Regions from separate parts of the Mus musculus genome. Here region 2 is linked to region 1. A link is a contact called in public HiChIP or PLAC-seq data. All regions are on one chromosome and are shown on one strand. The core of a region is the stretch at or near the end of the contact, and the rest is flanking DNA. Distances in the headings are between cores, read along the strand shown. Region 1 overlaps Snx30 (sorting nexin family member 30). Region 2 overlaps Fkbp15 (FK506 binding protein 15).

Evidence for each region. HiChIP or PLAC-seq counts read pairs in DNA pulled down with a chosen protein or histone mark.
Region 2: an H3K27ac HiChIP or PLAC-seq map of embryonic stem cells shows a contact between it and region 1, with 7 times the contacts expected there. The contact joins two enhancer-like sites. A contact is called at or near these places in 3 of 39 promoter capture datasets (cranial neural crest, frontonasal cranial neural crest and hippocampal neurons) and 1 of 115 datasets of contacts at active chromatin or transcription factors (embryonic stem cells).

What each region holds. Positions count from the first base shown.
Region 1 is chr4:59,893,951-59,900,074 of GRCm38.p6, reverse strand. It overlaps Snx30 (sorting nexin family member 30), which reads right to left. Exons shown (of 9, transcript NM_172468.2): 8 at 5,398-5,550; 9 at 1-1,167. The coding sequence ends at 1,108. Among named protein-coding and RNA genes, the nearest start is that of Slc46a2, 18 kb to the left of the region's middle. Within about 2 kb of position 3,849, at least 81 of the 459 cell types and tissues checked have an H3K27ac peak or open chromatin away from gene starts, as enhancers often do. A contact at or near this core is called in embryonic stem cells, where this site is marked.
Region 2 is chr4:62,312,879-62,319,002 of GRCm38.p6, reverse strand. It overlaps Fkbp15 (FK506 binding protein 15), which reads left to right. Exons shown (of 28, transcript NM_001045528.2): 20 at 4,578-4,749. Among named protein-coding and RNA genes, the nearest start is that of Slc31a2, 30 kb to the right of the region's middle. Within about 2 kb of position 2,347, at least 17 of the 459 cell types and tissues checked have an H3K27ac peak or open chromatin away from gene starts, as enhancers often do. A contact at or near this core is called in embryonic stem cells, where this site is marked.

The DNA of each region.
Region 1 (6,124 bases), core at 2,600-5,099:
ACATAGACAGAAGCAAAGAGCATGATGTTGCTCTTCTCGTCTTGGAGGGACCTGCAGATGCTTTTATCTTCCTGACCACAGAATGCTGAGGGTTAAAACACTCATATAGAAGTCACACTGAGTTTACAAATTGTGACAGCAAAAATAAGACAGCACATCAGCCCCCACTGCAAGGCTGCCCAGACAGTCAGCGGGCACGGCAGGAAGATTAAACTAGACATTTTTGGTGAGGTAAAGGCAAATTGCACAAAGCAGACATCGGAGCTGGGGCTTGGCACACCGGAGCATCACTGACAGCAGCTGTTTCCAAACAGGTCTAATCCCAACCACGATGACAGTTAACAAGCAAAACACATACACTAAGACCTTCACGGAGAAAAATGCACCTTTTTTTTTTTTCCAGTTCACACCAAAAAGCTTCTCATCTGTTGCATTCTGGTGTCAGAAACAAGATCCTGAGGCATCCCATAAGGACAAGGACGCTGGCGTGCTCACTCAAGCGTCAATGCTCACAGACACGGATTCAGGTGGCCCCACGTGAACCAGAAACAAGTCAACAGAGGCCACTCATCATGAGCAGGCAGCAGGCCACAGCCACGGCCACGGCCACAGGCTACAGGCCACTGTAAATTAAGGACTTTCTGAGAAGGTACCCACACCTCCTTCCATGCTGGGTCAGGTTAATGCCCTCACGGGTAAAGTGCAGAGCCACGGGGTCTCCACAGCAAGCTGCAGCTGCCTTCTTCATGTCTCCCCATGTCCCTGAAACGCAGGACTGGGGTTCTGTCCCACAATGGCAACTGGGCTGTCCCCAAAGTGATGTCACGTGTCATGTGGGGGTTATCTTGCCCCTCAGTTTCAAGTCTTTTAGTGTTCCATTTAAGAGGTTCCTTCACAATACGGAGGTATGCTGCTGAGAGATGATTACAGTCTCATAGACTCCAAGGAATAAATACTAACTGAAAACAACTGGGGGCGGGGGTAGAAAGTACACACACAAGAGGTGCTGTTGTGCTGTTTTCCCACGGCGACCTCTCCGGCACTGCAGGGACATTCTGGTTCAGGGTTCCATGCCCTGTGGAGGCAGAAGAGTCTCTGTTCCAAAACCTACTTAGTCTCTTGCTTCTCTTGCAGTAGTGGAATAATGGACTCCCACGCCATGAGGCACTGGAACGAGAACACGCATACAAGGTCAGCTACTGAGTCCTACTCTGCTAATCCTCATCCTGCCAGGTCACCTCTATCTAGTGGCGCCTACGTCTGTTATCAATAGGGGAGGTGACAAGTGTTTGTCTGGAATCTGTCACCCCTACCTTTATTAAAGAGGCATGTCCTTATAAGGCTTGCATGCCTTCACTCTAGTGTGAAGCCTACACCCAATGTGTGGAAAGATCCACTCTCACTAAGCAAAAACCAGGCCAGGCAGGAAACGCTTGATGAGGACGGCAGCTCTGAGAACCGATAGAGGCATTGTTAGAGGTGTGGGCAGGGCTTGTCTAAGGATGGAGCCACGAGAGGCCAGCCACCTGGGTCAGGGTGGGTGGAAAGCACACTCTTGCTCACCTGAAGTCTGGTTTGCTTGTTTGGACAATTTTATATATCCCCAAAGACTGCAATGTTTACATTTATTTCTGCGTATGTAAAGGGTGAGGGCACATGTACCATGACATGCGTGTGGAGGTCAGAGGACAACCTTAAGGAGTTAGCTCTCTCTTCCCACCATGTGGGTTCAAGGGATCAAGCACAGGCTGTCAGGCTTGGCAACAAGCACCTTTACCCGCCCCACTGAGCCAACAATCAGGTTTTACTAGGCCTACATCCTGTTGTGTATTTTCTACTCATTATCCCACGGTCCACAGTTAGAGCAAGAACATGAATGCACACTGACACTCTTCTCGTTCCAGATCCTTCTGACAGGACAAGAACTTAGAAGACTTGGGCACTGCCTGAGAGTGGCTGACCCAGGACACACTGTCCTCCCTCTGAAAAACCTTTTGCAAAAGGGAAGGGCAAGCCCGCTGTACACACAGGCTCAGGGTGAAGAACTCTACCCTGAGTCACCTGGGCGGAGGTCTGCAGGGTGGGTGGAGAAAGGCAGCATGGGGCCAAGCAGAAAGAGGAGTGAGTGCTGAAACCTCTCCCTCACACCTTCCTTGTCCACTCTGAGGCTGGCGAGGAAGCCAGACTCGGACGCCTGTCCTAAACAAGGAAAGCCTAGTCAGCCTCGTGGAGCTTGCTTCCAGCAACGGACTGGGAGGGAGGCCCACGGCATTCTAAACTCAAGGCCACCCCTCACAGCTAAAAGGGCCGGCCAGCCGGCCGGCCTGCCTGCCTTCCTTCCTTCCTTCCTGTCCCAAGAGGGACATGCTGATCATTCTTTTCAGTCATCAAATGTGCCAAGCTCTTTCCTCACTTAGGGACCTCCATGTGCTGTGCCCTCTGCCCAGAGTATATGTTCTAAGGCTGCTCCGAGACTCCACGGGCTGCTCTTTCCTGACCACTCCATGGCCCCGAGGACTTTTTTCCTTGCTCCTTCCCTTTGGCACACTTATTCCATCCTTACCTCTGGGAATCTATCACTAATGCTTCTCTGATGGACTTAGGATGCCTACAGGGTTCGGCAAAGTCTGCTGTTGCTCAGCGGGTTATTTGGTCCCTTGCATATGAAATGTGCAGAGAAACAACCTCAGATACAGGGAGACACCAAGGTCAGGCTACAATGGGAAGAGACAGATGCAAGTGTGGGAGTTTAGAGATGGTGGTTCATCCACAACAGGCATGCTGGAGACACTGGACCTCGTTGGTTTTAGACTCTCAAATACGAGCATGGAGGTAAACTGTAATTGAGTGTCTGCCACATGCTGGACGTTCTGGTAACTTGCATGTGCATTGTACTTTATCTTTGCAATTACCCTGCAAAGATGATTAGTACTTACAAACGAAGAAAGAGAGGCTGCGCAGGTGCCTCCCCTAACACACAGCCAGCCAGAAGAGGCCTTGACTTCACATGGGGAGGACATTCTACCTGTCGCCAACAGTGTATGACCCCTGTTCTCCTAAGCTGGTTGGGTGGGGACAATCCAGACTGATGATTCCATCAGTTAAATACTTAGTTTGGTACTCCAAGACTGGTCAGCTTGGGAGGAATTTTTAAACTTCTGTGAATGATGGTTTCAGTCATAAAATTCTCTCTATCACACTACCTGCCGTGACCCTCGGAGTCCTGAGTCCTGCAATCCTGACTAGACGTGAAGGGAGAAAGGAGAGACACACAGACACACACACAGCAAAGCTCGGATCAGGAGGGTGTGTGTTCATTGTGATTGAGGGCTCATACTGCCAGCAACATGGAACCTCAGTGAGTTTATTAGGAATAGCATAGGGGGAGGGGTTGCTAGTATCTGAAGATCTCCTGCTACAAACATCTAGGAGGAAGCAGCAGTTCTAGTCTTCGAACACCCTGATCAATTATTCACAAACACTCATACTCAAACCCTAAGGAAAGCTTTGCTGTCCCCCATGCCTGGCACATAGGATGAAATGCATCTATGGGTTGGAGGCTTCGGGGTCCTTGGAATGGGTCAACAATGCACATACACTCAGGACTTTGGCTCACTCAGGGCTCCTCTGATACCTACACCGCTTGGCAGGATGAAGAGTTAAATTTAATGAGCTGGCAACTGCTAAGCACAGAGCTAATCCAGTTCAGAAGTAGTAGGGACTCCAGAGAAAAGGTGTGGAAGAGTAGTGGGCGGCTTTCTCCCCCAGCTCCCTTTAGTAAACCAGGCCGAGTGCGGGCACATCTGCTCAGAGCAGCAGCCACAACCACCTAAGCCTCAAGACAGCAGGGGCCAAGGACTGTTCTGTGTGGATTGCCCTGGTGCAGTTTGTATTTTGATGCTAATTATGCTTCCACAAGAGGTGATCTCAGGTGAAACGTCTCCCCATTTTAACAGGCCAAACAAAGATTAGAGCCCGTGATTGAGCAGAGGAAGGAAAAGGTGGGGCTGGGAGTTTTAGAGAGGGTAAAGGAGGAGGGGGAGACAAGGAGATGGAGGAGAGAGAGGAGGACAAGGAAGAAGAGATGGAAGGAAGATGGAACAGAACCACGTGGTCTGGAGGAACCGCAAGTAGCAAGGGATTTCATGGCTGGGGAAGAGAGCAGTGTAGTGGTAGATCTGCCCAATCTAGGCGTGCAGCTTATAAACATTATGACTGAGTTGTGTGCTGTTTGTACTTATTTGGGCTTATTGGGATTGGAGATTTAGCTCAACAGTCCTAGGGCCACAATCTAGGAGAGAGGCCTATCTCTAGCATCGTCCTACAGGGTTCTGTTCTGTTCCCAACAGCTGAATTTCAAGGCCAAGCTATTTCAACTAAAACTGGGCCATTGCTTAACTGTAAGTTTAGGCTACAAAAGGACATCAGGACTTATTGCTAGAAATGACTCCAAATTAGATACATAAGGAATGGACCTTGATTTTAGGAGTTGGCTCTTTTATCCTCTCCTTGTGTGTGTGTGTGTGTGTGTGTGTGTTAATGGGAATGCTAACTCTGAGGTCCACAAAGAATGTTTTAAAGTTCAACATTAACAACAAGTATTAGTGTGGTCTGGGGAAATGACTCAGCAGTTCAGAGCACCTGACTGCTTCTAGAGGTCCTGAGTTCAGCTCATGGTGACTCACAACCATCTGTAATGGGACCTAATTCCTTCTTCTGGTGTGTCTGATGTTTGTCAGCTTCAACAGATGACTGGAGGGGCCCACAGCATAGTGAGAGTGAAGACACCTTTATGTAAAACCACAAGGTAACATGAAGTAACCCCAAAGGCTCCATTAACTGGGGGTGCCCACATGCTGGTATCACCGGGAAGCAGCTGCCCAGTCACAGAGCCACTTCCTCCAGCAGGAGGAGGCCTAGGAGAGTGGGTGTCTGAGCTTTGAAACTCAGCACAGTCTGCCAGGGAACTGGGGTAGCTCACATGAGGCAGGTTAGGGATGGGACGTGGGGGATCTGGAAGACACCGGTGGTAGTTTGTATATGCTTAGCTCAGGGAGTGGCACTATTTGGAGGTGTGGCCTTGTTGGAGTAGGTGTGTCACTGTGGATATGGGCTTTAAGACCCTCATCCTAGCTGCCTGGAAGCCAGTCTTCCCCTAGCAGCCTTCAGATGAAGTACAGAACTCTTAGCTCCTGCACCACGCCTGCCTGGACACTGCCATGTTCCCGCCTTGATGATAATGGACTGAACCTCTGAACTGGTAAGCCAGCCCCAATTACATGTTGTCCTTATAAGAGTTGCCCTGGTCGTGGTGTCTGCTCACAGCAGTAAATCCCTAAGTAAGGCAATGCCCGTGAAAGGCCGTAGCTCCTGGGAAGCACAGTGGCATGTGTTCACCTTCTCATAATACTGGATATTCTTGTCAGCCAAGCCCACGAGCAGCTGCCGGAAGTCGTGCCGCTTGTTGCTCTGCCACCTCTCCATATCAGCCTTCAGGTCAGCGTTGAAGCACTCCATCCTATCCTGGCACTTCTCCACATCTGCTGGCACCTGGAAGGAAGACATATCCTTGGCTCCAAAGTGTGACTGGGTTCTCCTCCTCCACAAACACTGTTCTCAATTAGAATGTCAGAGGCTCCCTGGAAAGCAGGCCCTGGAAGGGTTTGTAAAAGGCACTGTCCTGCCCCAAGAATCATCTGACCCAACCGAGCAGAGCAGACACATGGGGGAACCATTCCTTCGTGTCAGAGTAAGGCGGTGTGGAGCCCCTTTAGGATTTACTCAGCCATGCTGACAAACAGCCCTGGGCACAGTGTCGCCTTGTGTCAGAACTAGAGGAGAAGGGGTTCCTGTTCTGGTCACATGAGCTAGCCCAATACTTATGATGTCTGATAACACCTTACCTTATTTATCTGAGTGAATTGAATAAGGAGTTTACCAGCCAGGTCCTCTGAACTCCCCATCACACATAAACGGGGCACCATTCTGCACTCTGGGTGGCAGTTAACCACAGAGCTCAAGAACAAAGGAAAAAAAATCCCTGAAGGGTATTAAAGTTTTGAAGCATAATATAGCAAGTGGCTTCAGGTTTTTCTTATGGTTTAGAAAGGACATGTGTCCCTGA
Region 2 (6,124 bases), core at 1,098-3,597, 2.4 Mb before region 1:
GCAGGCCTACTGGGGTAACCCAAATATACTCTTTTTCCGCATTGGTACTATTCAGGGATAAAATGGTGACTATAACATAGTCTATAGACCAGAGACATCCCAACAGAGGTTTAGCTACCTCAGAATCCCTTGAGAAACTTGATCAGAACTACATATTTTGAAGCTTCATCTAACTTACTATATGCGACCAAGATAAAACTTTTCCAAAGCTCTCCTGTATTCTAGTACCTGCCAAGTCATAGTCTCTTGTCATAGTCTCTGGATGTGGCATCTGGATACTTTTGTTTTTACCTAAGTTCAATATGTGACCTCCATGTTGGATATCACTGTTGTATGTACATGTAGTCACAAGTATGTTCCAATAAAACTTTATTCCCAAAACAAGTAGTGCTCCAATTGGTCTATGAGTCAGAGTTTATCAGGCTCTTACTTAGCTTGCTAATCCACTTGTGGTTTTGCATTTTAAAACTCAACAGGTGTCTGGCACTGAGCCTAGCAGTGCCCTATGTATAATAGCTAAACAACAGGAGAAGATCCATGGCAGAACTGCAGCTCACACCTGCCTGGTGCCCTCTAGAGTCTAGATGTGCCCCAGGGATCCTCCCAGCTGATGACTAGGGTACCATGTATTCCACTGATCATCATTATTTCAGTGAGACGTTTTACACCTTTAGTGTCCCCTGGTAGTTGTTTTTTCTTATTTATTTGTGTAAGTTCTCACTGTGTAGCCCAGGTTTGTTCAGTCCAGGTTTTGGAATGTAGCCCAGGCTAGCCTCAGACTCTCCAGCCTCCCTCTCAGTTTTCTAAGTGTTGGGATTACAGATGTATGCCACTATCCCTGGATGATTTACTTTTTAAACATTTGTTGTTTGAGTCAGGGTGTCACTACATAGCACTGGCTGGTTTGAAACTAGCTATGTAGACCAGGCTGGCCTTGAACTTGAAGAGATGTGCCTGCCTCTGCCTCAGAGTGCTGGGGTTGAAGGTGTGCACCAGCTTTAATCTACTCTAGCACTCTCCCTGCGACCTCTCTTGAAGGGAGAACAGCAGTTCCTTTCAGGAGGCAGATTTCTGCTGCCAAGCATTGCTCAGGAAATATGGTTAAGTGTTCAAGGAATATTTGGTAAGTGAGCTATGTAAAAATCAGTTTTCTTATAAAGTAATGATCCAGAGTGGGAGACCAGTTAGAGGAGCTGGGCTTCATGGGCTTACTTTAAAAAGAACAAATCCTGGCCGGCCCAGAAGGAAGAAAGCACTTGCTCAGGGCTTCATTCTCAGCCCCGTCCTCTCACACCAGCGTGTGTCTCTGCTGATGCTGCTTTCTGCTTCTAGAGTCAGTGCTTTCTTGTCTTTGAATCCTTGCTGGGTTTCCTAGCTCCACCTCAACCGTGGACATTGTTCCAGAGTAGGAACCAGAGAGTCTTCCCACTACCATGTCGGTTTCTGCTGACTTCCTTTCCTTCTGGACATTGCTATCCCTGACAATTTTAAAAATATGATCATGTCTATAAATAGCTTCATACACACACACAGTAACATGTACTCTTTTCTAATTTACAAAAGTTGGATCTGTTCATTCTAATAAAATACCCATAACATAGAAATTACCTATAATCCTTCCATTCAAAGATAACCATGGTTAATATATTATTGTCGTCTTTGAGTAAGGGCATGCATTTGTGTGGGAGTATTTTTATGCTTCTATACTAGGCCTTTGTAGGTAAGAATCTGAGATAGAAATGTTTGAAGCTGATCATAGCAGTGCATGCCTGCAATCCTAGCATTTGGGCTGGGGTAAGAGGATCATTAACTTGAGGCCAGTCTGGGCTAAACAGTGAGATGCCACTTTAAAAGAAATTGTGGGGAAGCACTTTTGAGAGTCCCCTATTCTGTCCTTTTAGACAAGATGTGTCTTTAAGGTCTTGATAGGGGCTCTGCTCTAATTGGTGAACTCTCTAAGCTACACAGAGGTTCAAAGCTGTCTGAGTTCTATGTTAGTTCATTTTTCATGGGCTGTGTGAGGTAGAATAGCAAGTAAACTTTACTCTTTATTCTGTGTTAGGAAGATGAAGCCCACTCTGGAGATTCTAGATAAAAATAAAAATCTAAATGCTTACTTAGGTATTCTATGGCTGTGAAGAGGCACTGTGACCATGGGAACTCTTACAACGGACAACATTTAATTGGGGCTGGCTATCATGGTGGAAAAGCATGTCTGTGTGCAGACAGACATGGTGCTGGAGGAGCTAAGAAGTTCTTGCTCCAAAAGCAGCAAGAGACAACTGACTTGAGTTTCTGAGACCTCAAAACCTGCCCCCACATTGACACACTTCCTCCAGCAAGGCCACACCCATTCCAGTAAGGCCACATCCCCTCATAATACCACTCCCTATGGGGCAAGCATTCAAACACAGGAGTCTATGGGGACCATTTGTACTCAAGCTTTCACACTTACTGTAAAGGTCATTTATACTCTCAGATTCGTGGCCTAGTTATTTTTAAGTCATACACATTTGTTTCATTTCCTTTACCTTTAGGGGAGCCAAAATACCAGACTTTAAATTGAAGCTAGAAAGTTGATAAAATATTTGGGAATAAGGCAAGGAATAGACAGTTTTTTGTATATGTGATTCTAGGGGTTGAATTTAGGGCTTAGTACATGCTAGGCAAGTGTCCCGCTACTGAGATATAGCCTCAGTCCCAGCAATAAGTACCATGTGTGCACAGTGAATACCATCAGAAGCTACAAATAACAGAAGAAAGTAGACAGCTGTAAACTGTGCACTAAAACATGCAACAATGTAGAGGGAATCGTGGTGTCAATATCACAGCATAGGGAAGTCATCCCAACCACAGAAGCAAGCCTGATCCCCACAGAGCACCCCCACACTGCCTTGCGACGTCTGAGTTTGTGTGCTGTGGAGCGGCAGTTCAAGGGAACGGATGCAGTAGCTGGCTTTTTGTGACTGTCCGTCATCATTGTTGTCATCATCTCTGGTGCTCAGAATACCCTGTGAGAGTCCTCAGTCACCTCACCTCCATCACACGGTCCCTGAGGACATCTGGGCTCTTTCAGCTGGTGCTTGCCTAGCATAGAAGTGTTAGGTGGCACAAATGCTATTTCTCATCAGCTTGATTGAACTTTTGGTTAAAGGGTGATGAAACATGTAGAATATGTTCCTGATGGAAGAAAACTAACAATATACAAAATTTCACATGGATTTACTCTGATCTAGCAGTTCTGCATCTAGAAATATTCTAAAAGGCTCTTGCATACTGAGGGGATCATTGCATACAATGGAGCTGAAATGCTCACAGGTATGATGAGAAAGACAACAAACACTCCATGTGTGCTACAATACAGAATAAACTACCTCACATCCACACACTACAATATGATTCAGATTTTAAAAGGGGGGGGAGGGGAGAAGACCCATATGTACTATTGAAGAATATATAACATATCTGCTGTTTTATCTGGAATGTGTGAAGACTCAGTATGTATATAAAGAATCACTTTATACAAATGGGAATTTGAATGCATATGTCTTTTGCTACATTTTTATTTATATATTTGTGTTCATATATATATATGTGGGTATGCATTTACTACAGTGCACATGTGGAGATCAACTTTCCAGTATCAATTTTCTCTTCCCACCATATGAGTCCTGGAGATCAAACTCAGGTTGTCGGTCTTGGCAACAGGCATCTTTACCCACTGAGCTATCTTGCCAGCTCCTGAAAAAAAATATTTCTCTATGATTATCAGAATGAGGCAATACAGAACTGGATAAAATGGGGTTTGTCACTGTTTAAAGTCTTTTTTAAAAATTGAACAATAGAACATTATCTTTTTAAAGAATTTGTGACAAATCATTTTGAAAGACTCATGTAAAATATAATCCAATCAGCAAGAAGAAAGTTGAAAGCACTCAGGTTCTCTGTAGATTGGCTATTGGTGCAAAATACCCGAAAGTTCTTTACATACAGACCATGTTACAAAAACAGAATAATATTTAACATACTATTTGATAATCTACTTATATTCTTCATTTAGCAGTAGGTTCCAGCTGTATTCCACGCCACTGAGTGTTCTTTTCAAATATATAATGTTGATAGCATACGGATACATGGTTCCTATTTTGCTTAAGTCTTTTCAGTGTTTTGTGTTAGTTTTGCATTCTCTTACAACTTAATGCTGCATTGAACAGCCTTAAAACAAACTTTTGTCATCTCTTATAGTGCTTGTTTCTCGGATATTTGCTTTTGAAACAGTCTTTTTACATAACAAAGGCTTGTCTGGAACTCCTTATCCTCCTGCCTCAGCCTCCAAAGTGCTGGGATTTCAGCTGTGTACCACCACATTGGCTTGTGGAGTACTTACTAGGTATAAGGCATTTCTGCAACAGAATTCAGCCTGAGACCTTGTGCACTTTCGAGGTATGATTTTAGTCCAGTGCAGGTGGAAGGTATCCTTTCCTCCCTTCAGTCCTGTCAGCTTAGAGTTACAGGAGGTTGAATCAGCACATGGAATGCCCACATCTAAAGTGATGGTGCCCTTTGTCACTGTGCAGGCCAAGGTAACAGAAGAGTTAGCAGCAGCTACTGCACAGGTGTCTCACCTGCAGCTGAAAATGACGGCTCACCAGAAGAAGGAGACAGAATTGCAGTTGCAGCTGACAGACAACTTGAAGGAGACAGATCTTCTCAGGGGCCACGTCACCAGGCTCCAGGCTGACCTCTCGGGTAAGCTCTCAGAGGAGAACGGCAGCATGGCTCCATTTAAACTTGAGTTAAATGGCATCCTTCCTCTCCTTCCCTTCGGCCTAATGCTCATGGCACTCGTGAAGGACTGAGCTTCAAGGGGGACTGGTAGAAAAACTCCTCAGGTGTTTTACATGGACGGGAAGACAGCTCTCCCTCAGAAATTCAGTAGTACTTGATGAGTCGCACTGTTTCTCTGTGGGAGGAAATCCTGAGTCATAACTTGGTGGATTGTGAAGAAAGAAGCACTTCCTGCTGTGGTTTCCTCCTTCCTGGAGATTTCCTCCTTCCTGGAGATTTCCTCCTTCCTGGATTGCAGTGCTGCAGCCTGGACTGGAGGCTCAGAGCTCTGCCGTAAGCACAACCCTACTGACCACTCTGCTGACCGCTCTTCCGCTAGCCCATCTGTTTTGCTTTTCATTGTGTTTTCTTGGAATAGCTGTGTTTAGAGGGTGTGCTCACTTGGCAAGCTCGCCATCATAGTATCTCCAATCCGCTCTAAAATCTGCCTCTCACAAGTTCCCCAGCTTGTTCTAGACCATCTGGTCTTTCTTTAAACCCTTTATCTCTTAGGTGCATTATTCTGATCATCAAGGTAGCCTTTGATAAGCATCATTTATAAATCTATTCTTCCCACTAGAATACAAGTCCTGAAGGTCAAGGACAGTGATGTACTCCTTGTAAAATCCTTTCCTCCATATGAGGGTTACTTCAGTGCTTGGCACAGGGTAGTGACGAAGACATGCTGACTAGCTAGAAGTTTGTGAATGCCAGCATGTTCCCTCATGTCTCGGTAGAGAAACCTGTGTGCAAGGCAACTGGGACCATGGGCAGGAACAGAGGCTGCTGCAGCAGAGAGAATGGATGTTGTTTTTTCAACAAAATCTCAATTGCTCAAGTTTAACAATAAACACTCAAGAGCCAGATGCTGGAGAAAAAGCCTGCTAGCTCATAGAGGCAGAGAAAGCACCCAACTGACCTTCCTCCTCAGCTCAAGTCCCAGAATGAATGCCTCTCTTTCTTGATGTCTCAAAAAGCCTCCTTCACAATGTCCCTCCCTTCTACTTCCTGTGCATCTCTCTCCATCCTCCTGACTCCCTCTTACTCTCTGTTTTTTTTTTCTTAATAATCCTATGTTCACTTCCTGTCAACTGGTTGTTTGCTCCACTTCTTGACCTTGGTTGACTTTATTTAATCCTGTTTACAATATTCAAGAGAAAGTAATTGGATTAAAGGTGTGTGCTAGGGCGGGTTTTTCCAGTACGTAACACAATCTCAGGGTTCACAGTATGATCAAATATTCTATAACACCTGTAGATATTTCACTTCTGCTTTTCTGGTTTCTCCTGACAGTTCC